Regions from separate parts of the Mus musculus genome. Here region 2 is linked to region 1. The links are chromatin contacts, called in public HiCAR-type maps. All regions are on one chromosome and are shown on one strand. The core of a region is the stretch at or near the end of the contact, and the rest is flanking DNA. Distances in the headings are between cores, read along the strand shown.

Evidence for each region. HiCAR-type assays count read pairs that join an accessible place to other places.
Region 2: a contact with region 1 is called in a HiCAR-type map of kidney, with 3 times the contacts expected there. The contact joins two enhancer-like sites. A contact is called at or near these places in 2 of 484 Hi-C or Micro-C datasets (Th1 cells and trophoblast stem cells) and 1 of 115 datasets of contacts at active chromatin or transcription factors (kidney).

Annotation. Positions count from the first base shown.
Region 1 is chr10:44,479,686-44,482,954 of GRCm38.p6, forward strand. It overlaps a transcript of Prdm1 not described here. Among named protein-coding and RNA genes, the nearest start is that of Prdm1, 23 kb to the left of the region's middle. Within about 2 kb of position 1,821, at least 7 of the 459 cell types and tissues checked have an H3K27ac peak or open chromatin away from gene starts, as enhancers often do. A contact at or near this core is called in kidney, where this site is marked.
Region 2 is chr10:44,860,518-44,863,673 of GRCm38.p6, forward strand. No RefSeq gene overlaps it. Among named protein-coding and RNA genes, the nearest start is that of Gm40638, 81 kb to the right of the region's middle. Within about 2 kb of position 1,359, at least 37 of the 459 cell types and tissues checked have an H3K27ac peak or open chromatin away from gene starts, as enhancers often do. A contact at or near this core is called in kidney, where this site is marked.

The DNA.
Region 1 (3,269 bases), core at 571-3,070:
CTGGGATGTGTGTGCACGGATCAGTGACGCTAGGTTCTGAAAACTACTCACTATTCTTTCTATGCTGGAACTACTCCAATTGGGACACTTCATCAGGAAAGACATTTTTCTCTTAGAAAGAACTAAGTGGCTCCCGTGTTCTGTGCTCATGCCATTACTATAACCTTAGTGGGCATCTGCTTCCCTTGCAGCGGCACCAGTTCCCCTGGAGATAAATCTCACATCATTCTGCAGGATGCAGATCAGTGGAAAGACTGTTCTAGATAGAAACTTCTACATCAGGATTTCCCTTAGAAAGGAGTTATGTACTTTCCCTCCCCAAAAGAAAAGAAACGAACATGATCAGTTTTCTACAGATCAGAGAAATATAAAATTACCTTTAGGACTTAAATCAAAAAACAAAAAGTATTGTATATAACACATGCACACGCACACTGGAATCTAGGAGCTGTTCTGTTTTGAAATGACCAGGATCTACTTTTCAGATATAAAAGCTATAAGAACAACATTTATAAATTTCAAGGTAAGAAATAAAAATGGACAATGGGCTCTTTTTTTTTTTTTTTAAACTGATGATGGTATGGAATTCACGGAGAGTTGATTTTTTTTCCCTCCATTTTCAGCTACTTTTGCTTAGGAAGATCTGTGAGATGTGTTGGGATTGCTGAGATCTGAGCTATCCTGAGCACATCTCCTGGTTGCTTTGAAGCCTATCTGCTTCACTCCAAGTCCTCTCACACAGATCTAAATTCCAAGTCTATCCTTTAATGCAGAACTTGATCACGGTTGGGTCAGAGCTCAGATTGCCTGGTGGATATCATTAACAACTCCCCAACTCTCTGACATGCACGGAGACCTCTGCCCCTAATTAGCTGAAAGCTTTGAGCCTATCACTCAATGTCTCTGAGCCTAGATTTCCTTATTAAGCCATTTAAGTCAAACAAGACATAGCATGTTCTATACTACATTATACATTCCCGGGACTCCAGGTCCACGTTTCTTGTAGGGAATGGATAAAATGGAGGAGAAGAGCTCAGAATCTATGCTAGGAGTCATATTTGAAATAGCATTACATGACAGGATGCAATTGTAACACCATTATGCAGGCAAATTCAACCAGAAGTGAAGACAGGGAGGTGCTGGTGAGGCTGGGAAACTGGTCATTCCTGAACCAGGTGGTTTATGGCAGAGGAACTGAACCTGCTGGAAGGCACATGGTTCTGGGTGGTAGAGCCACTTCCACAGTCTAGATAAATGCATGGCTATTTTGGTGAATTGGGGGTTCAGGATTCTCCTCATTCCCGTGACTGCCATTAGATTACATTTCTATACTACAATACCAACCTCAGATCTTTTGACATATGTGACGTCAGAGATCTGATATATCATGGCTTGCTGCCTTTCCCCTTAAGGACTGAAGATCACTCTTGTCTTCTCTAGCTGCACTTCTTGTTATCTACAACATGATGGAGGCCCCTCTTTCCCTGTGTCTCCTTCTCAGCCATCAGCTGGACGTTTGACATCACACCAGGATGACACAGTGCCGCCTCCTACCCCAGCTCCCTTCCAGCACATTTTTTCTTCCCAAGAACACTTCTTACTTGATGCCAAATATTCCTGAAACCACACTAGGTCTTCCAACCCAATGATCAACTGCTTTTCTCCCCAGTTCACAGGTTGAAGTCCTGTTTCCCAATGTGACTTTATTAGGAGGGAATGAGAATACAGCCCCCTGAGGTATAAGCTGACTCCTACAAGGGACAATAGAGAGCTTCCTTACTCCCTTTCTGCCATGAGAATTAGTCTAGCACATGACAGGAGGCAGTCCTCACCAGAGCACAAACTATGCTCCATGGACCTTGGACCTCCTCGCTCGCGCGCAGCTCTGGGACAGACATCTCTGTCACGTGCTGCACTCTTGGAGAAGTTCCAACAGACTTGAAGGCTCTTCAGAGAATCACATGAGGCATGAAAAGAGCTTGTGGCAAATCTTGACAGAGGGTGGTATATACTTGGAAGGAGGTTGCCACAGAGAGAAGACTCACAAAGAGCTCCAAACCTAACCCTGTACAACTACAAGCTCCCTCCTGCCCAGGTAGGAGCATTAAAAAAGAGGGCAACTGTAAGTAATTTACATTAAGTTCTGCCCACTTTGAACAAAGCATGGAGAATATAACTTTCAGTCTATATCTATCCTAATTTTGTCTTCCCTACATCTGTACAACAAAAAGCAGGCCCACTCCTTAAGCCTCAAGGCTTCTTTTCTTAGAGTAAGGATGTAGGAATAAAAACTGATTTTTATTGGGTTCAATGCCAGCTCCAAAATCCCCAGCCAAAGAGACGAACAGTATTACACAGAGGAAGGACTAAATGGTTACTATGCCCATGTTAACTTCAAAAGATGAGTTACAGCTCTGCTAGAAATTTTGTCATTGTGAATAATTTAAAATGACTCACATGGTTTCCTTTCGACATTCTCTGCATTGATATCTGAAAAGTAAGTTATTAAAAAGAAAAAAAAATCAATGTTGTGCAGGAAGCCACTATATTTCCTTTCAAATTCAGGAGCTTGAACACTCAGACACAGAGTTAGTCAGACAGACACAGACACACACACACACACCTGCCTACTGATTTATATTTCATTTACTATGTATCCCAAGTCAACAATTGCGGTGAAAAATCAATTCCACTGCTTCCTGTCAGGGTTACAAGAACAGCCCTTCCATGAACATAGTTGGCAGGTGTATGAGACAAAAAGCATTCCTCTTCCTCTTCTTCTTCTTCTTCTTCTTCTTCTTCTTCTTCTTCTTCTTCTTCTTCTTCTTCTTCTTCTTCTTCTTTCTTCTTCTCCTTCTTCTTCTTCGTACCAACACAACATGAACGACAGCGTTTGGCCATGCTCTTTTCTCTAACTCAGTCATAAAAATTCTTGAGGTTCTTAACCTTACTGGAAAAGAAAACCTCAGATGACTATAAAGTAAATACACAGCATATTCCCAATATCATGGCCATCTTCAAGCAATTTCTCACACTTAGAATGCATTTATTTTTATATGAAGCAGATGCATGTCTTTGGGGCAAACCATGCCTTTTATTCTTATGTTGTGAAAGTCCCTTCTAATTAAAACAGGAAATACAAATTTCCTTGTCTAGTTCTAAGGATAAATCCCACTTAGCACGAGCAGCTGTCTGCAATTTCGGATGAACACTTTCTGGCTATTCTGAATGGACACTGCTGAATTCCTCTTTGGAGCACTTTGTATCCA
Region 2 (3,156 bases), core at 109-2,608, 380 kb after region 1:
AAGCAGTGCAGTTCCAGGCAAAAATTCCTGAACATAATTTGAGCTAGCCTCAGGTAGCTTCCTAATGGGCTAGCTTCCCTGGTTATTCCATTGTGCTTTAAGAGAAAACAACACAAACATGTCCCCTCCAACCCAAACATGTCCCCTCCAACACAAACATGTCCCCGCCCACTTGCCCCCTAAATCTGGTTTTGAGTTTCACTGGAGTTCAAAACCTCCTTGTGGCCACTGTGCCATCCTGGCTGCTTGTATTGTATTTTGTGAGTAGAAAGCACTCCTTCCTCTTAGGCTCTGCCACATTTGCTGAAGTTTTTCTTAGGATCATGAGCTTTTTGTAACAGTGAATGTGAGCTTTGGTCATCATATGTTCTTTCTTATAAATATCCACAGCACCTTATAGTCAGCAAGTTGCATCTACATACACACATACCACACTAGCACACACACACACACACACACACACACACACACACACACACACACACGAAGACAGATTCATGGTTCATGGCTGTACCTCCTACCATTTTCTATGGAATTTCTATGGAATGCTTAGCCAAACCAAAAAAGAGCTTTCCTACCATATGAAGGTAGAGTCACCTTGGCAGAGCAGAAAGCAGTTTTTAAGGCAGGGTAGCAGGTTCTAGAGGAAGAGCAACAGAACAAGAGCTGTAACCGCAGAAAAAGCTTACCGTTCCTCCTATTAGCATACTTATGAGTGGAAAGACCAAGTCAGGAGCACTCAACAAAGGCGTAAGTGTAGACACACGTATGCTGAGCTTTGGGGCAGCTCTGGGCAAGGGACAGTCCCAGCAGGCCTGGAATCTTGCTATGGTTATCTTTCCACTGCAATTCTTTAGTTCCCTTCTCCTGATGATCTGGCCAGTTTGTCTCCTTTAGAAAGGAATTTAGTTGTGTTTACGTTTGTCTCACGTGTGTAAAACAGGAATGCATCCATCTTGGCACAGGGTAGAGATGATTTAGCTTCAGAGGGGTTTTCTAAACTTGAAGCACTATGTCATGAAGAGGCGGCTTCCTAAAACGTATGCTGCCTAGTTGTGGCCTTCCATACTAAGGGGCTCTGAGCATGCGTGTGGGCACTCCGTCCTCCTCCCAGAACACTATCCACATCATTCTGTTTAAATCTCGTCGAGAGGAGCCATCCTGAGAGTGGCTGCCAGGGGAGCCAGACTCTTGCGTGTTGTCTTCTCTTTCCTCTCCAGAGTTGGTCCCTCGTGTTTAAAGAAAGAGACTCTCAAAGTCAGGAAGCTAGTCAGACATCCAAACTATGTAGTGACGTCGAGGCCTCTGTGAACCGGAAACAGACATGGACTGCATCCCTTTCCGACCCAATCAGTTCCAAACATCGACCTCTAGTGCTTGTGGGGCTTGGCTGTTGGCCCAACCTGTACCCTTTGCAGAGGCAATGTACAGGTCATGGAGGTCACTCTTATTTTTTGTTTTTACTGTTTAAAGAGAGAGTTGGGTGTATAATCTTGGCACTTTTACAGGAGGCTAGTGGAGGAGAAGAAAGAGGAAAAAGTAAGACTGTTTTTAATTCATCAAACCGCTGCTGATTTAGGAATAATAAACACAAGTCTGTTTCCTTGATTGTTTTATAAATAGCAAATATTTGGGTGAGGAATCTGATAAGTGCGCAGACTATAGGGATTGTTTATCAAAATGATGCGTCAGTTAAAAAACAAAACAAAACCAACAACAACCCCCACCCCCAAACCCTTGAGTCTGTCTGTAAGATTCCCTCAGTCTGGTTCCCAAGGTCCTTAGTCATCATTCCCCTGTCCTTTGAACTGGATCAAAGCAACACAGGGCCTCTGAGGGGAAAGATTGGTTCCATTATGCAAAAGGCAATAAGGTAGTGCCCTTCCCAGCAGTTAATAGGCAGGAATGTTGTAAAATACTGTGTGGTTTTCAAATACCAAGGCGGAAGTTTTCTGGTTCACAGTCTCCCTAGTCATCGAGACTGGCCTTCTGGCTTTTTCGGGCGTTTGCCAACTGTTTCCATGTTAGGCAGAGAATCTGCGTCCAAAATTTGGGGGCTGCCTGGTACTTCACTAGGTCAGCTGTATGCACGGATCCCCGGCTGCTGCTTGCCTGGTTCTCGGGTTTCAACAGTACTGAGTTACTGTAAGAACCTCCTGACTTAAGCCACTGACCCAAACATAAAGCAAATTGCATTTAAATGAGCAACGCAGGCCCTGAGGAGAATAGAAGGGAAATGTATAAACTGTGGTCACTCCATTCTTCTGATATTTAAAAATTAAAATGGAAATTTTTTTGCCCATTTGGATTGTGGGGAACTTTTGGGTGGAGACATTTTTCTGAAGCTCCTGCAAGCGGCATATTGATTTTTTTTTAATTATTAGACAACAAAGGGGAAGGTAAGAAGGTGATTGCTTTACGATATTTCTTTATTCAACAAACACTTTTTGAGCATTGGTCATGGCCAAGGTAGAGAGCCAGGTTCCAAGGAGAGAGTAGTAAATGGGAACGATTTGGCTCCAGGAGAGAATGCACTCACTCAGTGTCTCGTGGTTCTCGAGGAGAAGAACCACCTCACGGGGAGAAAAGGAACTGTTCACCCCCAGGGCAGCTCTATTCGTCTCCTACGTGACTGGTTTTCAACCTAGAACCCCAGGAAGCCGAAAGTCACCAAAGCCCATGGCTTTTTCACACTCTGTTTGGTAGTTCCAGATGCACAAGTCCTCCCATACTAAAGTGTAGCCCTCTTTGTTTCTATGCCTGACACAGAGTTAAACAAACCCTCCCCACCTTCCAAAGCACAAACTCCAGCCTCGAAGCAAGATCCACTGCGCCTGGAGACAGTGTTATAATCCTTACCTGTGGGCTCTCTGCATATGACTCCTTCATGAACTTCAAAGTTGCTTCTAATCCAAAAATCAAGAGAGCAGCTGCGGGGCTGCAGCTTGGCTTGGCAGTTAAGACTGTGTACTGCTCTTGCAGAGAAACCAAGTTCAGTTCCAAGGATTCACAGTGGGTCACACACAACTGCATGTAACTCCAGCTCTGGGGGATCCAGCGCTGCTGGCCTATGGTGTTGCCCATACTCATGCGTATACTCTCTCTCACAACCCCAACAATGTAGAAGAAAATAATCTTGAAAATAGAGACAATATC